Linked DNA regions of Hordeum vulgare: region 2 is linked to region 1. A link is a contact called in public Hi-C data. All regions are on one chromosome and are shown on one strand. Each heading gives the region's core, a stretch centred on a gene start, on an enhancer-like site or on the middle of the called end of the contact. The rest is flanking DNA. Distances are from core to core; before and after follow the strand shown.

What was found. Hi-C and Micro-C count contacts between places; a contact is called where the count stands out from the background.
Region 2: a contact with region 1 is called in a Hi-C map of leaf, with 2.8 times the contacts expected there. The contact joins the promoter of LOC123439396 here to the promoter of LOC123442743 in region 1. A contact is called at or near these places in 2 of 6 Hi-C or Micro-C datasets (leaf and seedling).

Annotation. Positions count from the first base shown.
Region 1 is chr3H:28,019,459-28,023,022 of MorexV3_pseudomolecules_assembly, forward strand. It overlaps LOC123442743, which reads right to left and starts at 1,820. Exons shown (of 4, transcript XM_045118873.1): 1 at 1,075-1,820; 2 at 126-366. The coding sequence starts at 1,655.
Region 2 is chr3H:28,365,633-28,369,196 of MorexV3_pseudomolecules_assembly, forward strand. LOC123439396 (non-specific phospholipase C6-like) reads left to right here and starts at 1,891. Exons shown (of 3, transcript XM_045116113.1): 1 at 1,891-3,438. The coding sequence starts at 2,142.

The sequences.
Region 1 (3,564 bases), core at 570-3,069:
ATAAGAGATCCAATAAGACCATAATGTAAAATGCTACATAAAACAATGGACAGTTCTATCTTCTATGGACAGAAATCACAAAACTGAGAAAAAACACATAATGTCAGCTAGTTTATTGACTTTACCACAAAAACTTCTCTCTTGAACTCGGTGGCGAGGCACTCGATGGCAATATCATCACCAAACGCAGCCGCACGCCCATCCCTGTTCTCATCGATGGTCAGTAAGCCCTCCTCTGTGTACTGCAGGGTGATTATGTCATGTTCATCCTCCACAGAACCAGAAATCGACATGTACTTGGCCCAACTATCTCCATCGTCTACAGCAATGCATCTCTCCTTGTAGATAGTCTCAGCTGCCAGTTCCCTGCAAGGCAATGAAGAAGATAAAGATGATAAGCACATATAATTTGGATTGACCAACCTCTGTGGGTTGTCACAACTGCAAAAAGGTACAGAAAGCCTATTTTAGCACTGTAAATCAACATGATATTCTGTAATTGAGATGTACCACAAGTGTGCCATTGTCAGGCAAGTAGCATAAATGGTACCATACCAAATAATGTACTAGAGCATAATTAACAGGCTGGAGATCAATAGCCTACTTGATACTGTGCCAAATAATGCACTACAGAATAATCAACAGGCTGGATATCTATAATCTACTTGGTGGCAACAGTAAAACCAAGATTCCTCCGTTGACCAATTTATGCGGGGTAGAATACTAACACACCATGTGAAGCGGTTCTTGCAGCTTCATGATGCATTGGAATTGCATCAATTGGTGTTTCTAAGCGAATTGACATAAGAAAGAACCAAGAAACGCAAGGTCTAGATGTAAATAAATAGACATAAATGACTAGACTTCTTTCTTGGACAGCAAAGGGGATCGGATCAACGGAAGAAAGAGAGACGAATTCTTCCGCGTGATTCTTGGCACTGCAAGGAAAGACGGATTCTTTGAAGGAGAAAGCGAGGCCTTTCTGAGATCCCGGCACGCATGGTGGCAAATACGGAGTAGATTCAAGCGCGGGCGGGAGGAGTAGATCCGGGATTGGCGGGGCGGTGACGGTACCTTTGGATGCCGATTCCGACGAGCTCCTGGACGGCGGCGTCGAGGGAGTCGCGGTCGGCCTTGGGCGCGAGCAGCTTGACCTCCTGCACGACGTGGACGCCCCAGCCGGCCTTGAGATCCGGCGCGTAGAGGTGGCGCACGGCGGCGTCCATGGCGCCCCTGTCGTCGGCCCCGGCCGCGGCGTAGACGTCGGCGAACCGGCGCACGGCGCGGTGCCGGAGCTCGCGCGCCTCGGGCTTGGCGGCGGCGGCCCTCCGAGCGGCGGTGAAGAGGCAGTTGCCGTCGGACTCGACCTCCCCGCCGTGGTCGAGGCGGAAGACGACGGGCGGGGCCTCCGGGCCGTCGGCCCCCTGGCGGGGCGGCTTCCAGGCGACGCCGCGGTCCCAGATCCGGAGCAGGCGGCGGCGCTGCTGGTCGTCGAGCGCCCAGACGGCGGACCAGCCGGCCGGGGCGGGGGCGGGGTCCGGGGCGGTCCAGGTGAGGAGCTGCGGCGGCGAGGGCGGGGCGGGGGAGGGCGGGAGGGCCTCGGCGACGGCGACGGCGCCGCCGCCGGAGGAGGAGTCGCAGAGGAGCTTGCCCATCCTGGCTGGCAGCTAGGGTTCGGTCGCTGGCGCCTGCCTCGGGCTTGTCGTCTGTCTCCGCCCCCGCTTTCCCTTTCTTTTTCTTTTCTTTTCCGGCGTTTTTCTGGTAGCCGTTGAAGGGGGAGGGAGGTGGGTAGGTGGGGGTGGGGGTGGGGGTGGAGTCGTGGCGGGCGGAGGGAGGAAAGAGACGAGTGGTTTATAGCAGTGCACTGCGGCCGATGTTACCGTTGGTTGCCGCTGGCTGGCTGGCGTTGGCGGGCTGTTGCCATGGAAAGTCTTCGTTTCTTTCCTATAGTGAAAAGAATGGGATGGAGGGACTTAATTCCATTCCATGTTTATGAGCCGTGGCCAAGATTTATGAAGAACAAAGAATGTTAGGTTCTTTTTCTGGATAGATCAACAAAGGTTTATGAGGAACCAAAAATGTAAGGTTCTTTCTCTGAATAGATCCAGAATAACTTAATAAACATCTCTTCATTTTCATTTTCTAGGCTTGATGGAATTGGGCCGTTCGGCGAGTCCAAGCTAAGTGTTTCGATGTCGTCATCTATCATCGTTGGACAATTTTTTCTTGTCGTGATCCCACCCGTAGAAGTAACTCAACCAATGCATGTATTCATTACTCGCTATGGTAGTAGAAATGGACGGCTCTAAGAGCCTTAGCGTGTTTTGGTGCCGTTGCTCTTGGCTATGAGTCAATGAATGCCTTTTCGCTGGCATGACCCCACATGTGGATCGTTGTGTCGCATGTCGCCTTCACATATTCCTTTTTTTATCTTTCTCATGTTCTTTGCCTCGAAAGCATCTCTGGAAGTAGGTGACTCCTGCCCCTAACCTAAGAAGGAGATGGCAAGGAGGAAACATTGAGTCCATGGCAGTTGCAGGTGTGCCCTATTTTACTTAGGTTTTTTTCACTGTTCTGACCCACGGGTCGTAAATTAATCACGGAACGAACTCGTTCGGAAACATTTTCACGTCTTGACCCTTTTGAAACGCCATAAACCGTGGCGTTGCAGATCTTCATGGAAACGCCACTCTACTGTGGCGTTGCTGGCCATGTGCGAAACACCTGTCTACTGTGGCGTTGCTGGCCGTGGGAAACGCCAGCCCCTGTGGCGTTGCCGGCCTTAGGTGCAACGCCAGGCACCCTGTCGTTTCTTGGCTTTATAATCTGCCGGCCCGACCCCGTCGGCCACCAACCCCCCTTTCTCCTCTTGTCTCGTTCGTTCTTTGACGAAAAAAGAGACTCTCCTCCTCCAGATCCCCCTCTTCGATCTCCCTCCTCCCTCAACCATTTTATTGGTTCTTTAGGGCAAATCGAAGAGGCCGGTAAGCTCCTCCAATCCCTCCAATTAGTTTTTGCAATGACTTTGTATTTGTGTAGCTTTTTTTTGCACTAGGTGTAACGTATGTTTTGAAGTAAAATATATTTTGTGATGGTTAATAGGTGTACTTCATATTATTGGCAATAGGCAATTGGATGGAGCATGTATGAGGAGCAAGCCGACGTCCACTCTTGGGGGTTTTGTTTGGGACCTACAGGTTTGGATGTGGGAGCGTATGCCTGTTGGTCGTAACCTCAACCTTCCTCCGGAAGAACCTTGGATGTACCCGTTTGACGGAGATGAGGAGCGGTACCCCACTATCGCACACACATGGGCTAATGTCCAATGGACGAGTATCGCAGCTATGTGGCGGTATAAGGCATACATAAGCGAGCTAGACATGTGACTTATGAACAGGTAAATGCTTTCGCAAATTGTCTGGAAATTTTTCATGGATGGTCGAGTGACTTGTCGTTATGTAGGTGAATTGGAGGCCGTACACGGTACTTAGGCAGTTCCCTCTGAGCAACATGTGCCTTCGTGACCAACATCTTTGGCGTGTGCGGTTCCCCATGATATGCTTC
Region 2 (3,564 bases), core at 641-3,140, 350 kb after region 1:
TCGTCTCGCCCGACGCTCGCCCCTCCCCCTCCCCTCCTCCCGCGGCCGCCGCGCTCGGCCCTTCCCTCCTGTCGCCGGCCGCCGCGCTCGCCCCTCCCCTCCTCTCGCCGGCCGCCGCGCTCGCCCCTCCCCTCCTCTCGCCGGCCGCCGCGCTCTTCCCTCCCCAGCTCCCCTCCCGTCGGCCGCCTGCTCGCCCCTCCCCTCACTGTTGCCTGCCCTCCTCCCGTGGCTGCCGCGCCCGCAGCTCCCCTCCTCCCGCCGGTCGCCGCGCTCGCCCCTCCCTTCCTCTCAGTCTCAGGCCTCAGCCGGTCGGTACAGATCCCCTCCTCTGTCTGGTAAGCACACTGGGAACAGATTTTTAGGTCTTCCATTTTTTCTCTGGCTGTAGCCTGTAGGATTTCTCATTGCAGCCTCTGTGAAGATATAATCACGCACTCACATTGGATATAATTGCAGACTTGCAGTTGCAACTTGCAAAGCAGAACATGAAGAGGAAAAGTGCCATTCTGGATCTTTTTAAAAAACATGAAGAGAAAGTGAGGAAGATTGCTAGTGAACATCACACTGAAGATATTGAAAATGCGGGGTGTCCTAATTCCCCATCTCCTATCCATTCGGATACTGAAATCGAAGAGGCAACGCCAAGTCTTCCATCACCTCAACAACCAAGTGCACATGTCTTTTCAGGTGATCCAGCGAAAAGAACTCCTATTTCAGAGTATGATTTTAATGATCAAGATAGTGTTCGGAGAAGATATATTGCAAAGACAACATGTCGTCCATATGGACATGCTTTTGAAGTCAGGAAAATCTATGGTAAAAACCGACACTTTAGTTTTGTTTGGTTTGAAAAGTATAGTTGGCTAGAATATAGTGTCTCAAAGGAAGCGGCGTATTGCTTTGTGTCTGTTATGCTTGTTTGTACAAACAAACATGTTCTCTATGATTTGGTCTACATGCTTATCAAATTGGTATTGATCTTACCGGTCGCCATAGCGAGTGTTGAAAGAGTATTCTCGGCAATGAATCTAGTGAAAAATAAGTTGAGAAATAGTATGAGTGATGATCTCCTGAATGATTGCTTAGTGGCATTCATTGAACGAGATGTGTTCTTGAAAGTAAGCGAGGACGACATAGTTGAAGCTTTCATGGCAAAGGAACGTCGTAGAGTTACTTAGTGTAGTAGTTTGCTACATATTTGTATCCATGTAAGACTTTGTATTTGCAACGTTGCAAATGTGCTACATGTGGGAACTATAATGTTGTCTGACTTTTGAGCTATATGTATTATATTGTTGCCAACTTTTGTGTGACACTTGGATTAGGTAGGAAAAAATTTTAGGTATGCACACCCTCCATTTCATTCCTGACTCCGCCACTGATGCAGAGTATCATAGATTAACACTTTACACTCCTCTTAAAGAAAGAGTATTATACAGTGTTATCATGCATATGAAACTACTAGCATATGATATTAATTTCATAATACAGAATATCATAGATTTAACATTTTACACTCCTCTTAAGTGAAAAGAATCATACAGTATTACGTTTATTACCATGCATATGAAACTACTATCATATACTAGTATTATTTTTATAGTGCAGAATATCATAGATTAACATTTTACACCATTTTACTATATCATTCGCTCATCGCTTGCATTGTCTATTCCTCCTCCATCGCCACCATCCCTGCATGAATCAAAGCATTGCGCGCTGACGTCCGCACGAACTGAGGTATGAAAAGGGCAGTTGGTTCTGTTGCATGATTAATTTACATCATTGGTGAGGAAGGGTATGAAGGGGATGTTGGCGGTCAGGTCGTGTGGCACATTTTTCGCGGGAGAAAGATCTTCATTGAACGAGATTTTTTATTACTATTATTATTATTTTGAGAAACTGCCACACGAGATGAACGGCCGACTACTTACTGACACGGTCGCGCGCCACAACTTGTTACATGTAGCACGGGAATGCGCAGGGCCCAACTGTACATGGGCCCGAAAGATTAAAATAAATATTCTAGTCCGAACTGGACCGGATACCGCCGAAAGAAGCCAGGCCAGCCCAACTTCCCTTCCTCTCCGGCACCGCTCGTCCACTCCCTCACTCACTCACTCACCGGAACCGCCACGGCAATGCCGCCGCCGATGGGAATGCGGGCGCTGCTGCTGCTGCTGCTCCTGCCGCTCGCCTTCGCCGCCGCCGGCAATGCCAGCGCCGGCCCTAGAGAAGCAAGCCCGATCAAGAACGTGGTGGTGCTGGCGCTGGAGAACCGGTCGTTCGACCACATGCTGGGCTGGATGCGCCGCCTGCTCGGCCTCCCCATCGACGGCCTCACCGGCGCCGAGTGCAACGTCGGCCCCACCAACTCCACCCTCCCGCCCGTCTGCGTCTCCGCCGACGCCACCCTCGTCGTCCCCGACGACCCCGGCCACTCCTTCGAGGACGTGCTGGACCAGGTCTTCGGGTTCCGCCCCAACTCCACCGCCGCCGACCAGCCGGCTCCCCCGACCATGTCGGGCTTCGTGCGCTCCGCGCTCTCCGTCAACTCCCTGCTCTCCTCCGCCGTCATGCGGGGCTTCACCCCGTCCCTCCTCCCGGCCTTCTCCGCGCTCGCCGCCGACTTCGCCGTCTTCGACCGCTGGTTCTCCTCCCTGCCGGGCCCCACGCAGCCCAACCGCCTCTTCCTCTACTCCGCCACCTCCCACGGCGCCGTCGCCCACGACAAGTGGAACCTCCTCCGCGGCTACCCGCAGCGCACCATCTTCGACTCCCTCGCCGCCGACGGCCGCCGCTTCAACGTCTACTTCAAGACCATCCCCACCACCCTCTTCTACCGCAACCTCCGCACCGTGCGCGCCGCCGCACAGAGCTTCCACTTCTACGACTCCGCATTCAGGGACCACGCCCGGAGGGGGCGGCTGCCGGCGCTGTCCGTCATCGAGCCCAGGTACTTCGACCTCACCGGCACCCCCGCCGACGACGACCACCCGGCCCACGACGTCGCCAACGGCCAGAGGCTCGTCAAGGACGTCTACGAGACGCTGCGGGCCAGCCCGCAGTGGAACGACACCCTGCTCATCGTCACCTACGACGAGCACGGCGGCTTCTACGACCACGTCGCCACGCCCGTCGCCGGCGTGCCCAGCCCCGACGGCCTCAGGGGGCCAGTGCCATTCTTCTTCAAGTTCGACCGGCTCGGGGTCAGGGTGCCGACAATGATGGTGTCGCCGTGGATCAAGAAGGGGATGGTGGTGGGGCGGCCGCCGAACGGACCGACGGCCACATCCGAGTACGAGCACTCCTCCATCCCGGCGACCATCAAGAAGATCTTCAACCTCAGATCTGATTTCCTCACCAAAAGAGACGAATGGGCGGGCACATTTGAGCACATCTTCACCCAACTCGACCAACCAAGGACAGATTGCCCAGGTACTACAACACTAGTACTGAGAATCTATCACATGAACACAATGGGGAATTTTGCAGGATTATGGTCAGAGTTCACTTAATTTAGCAGAATTATAGTCACATTTCACTTAATTTAGCATAATTATA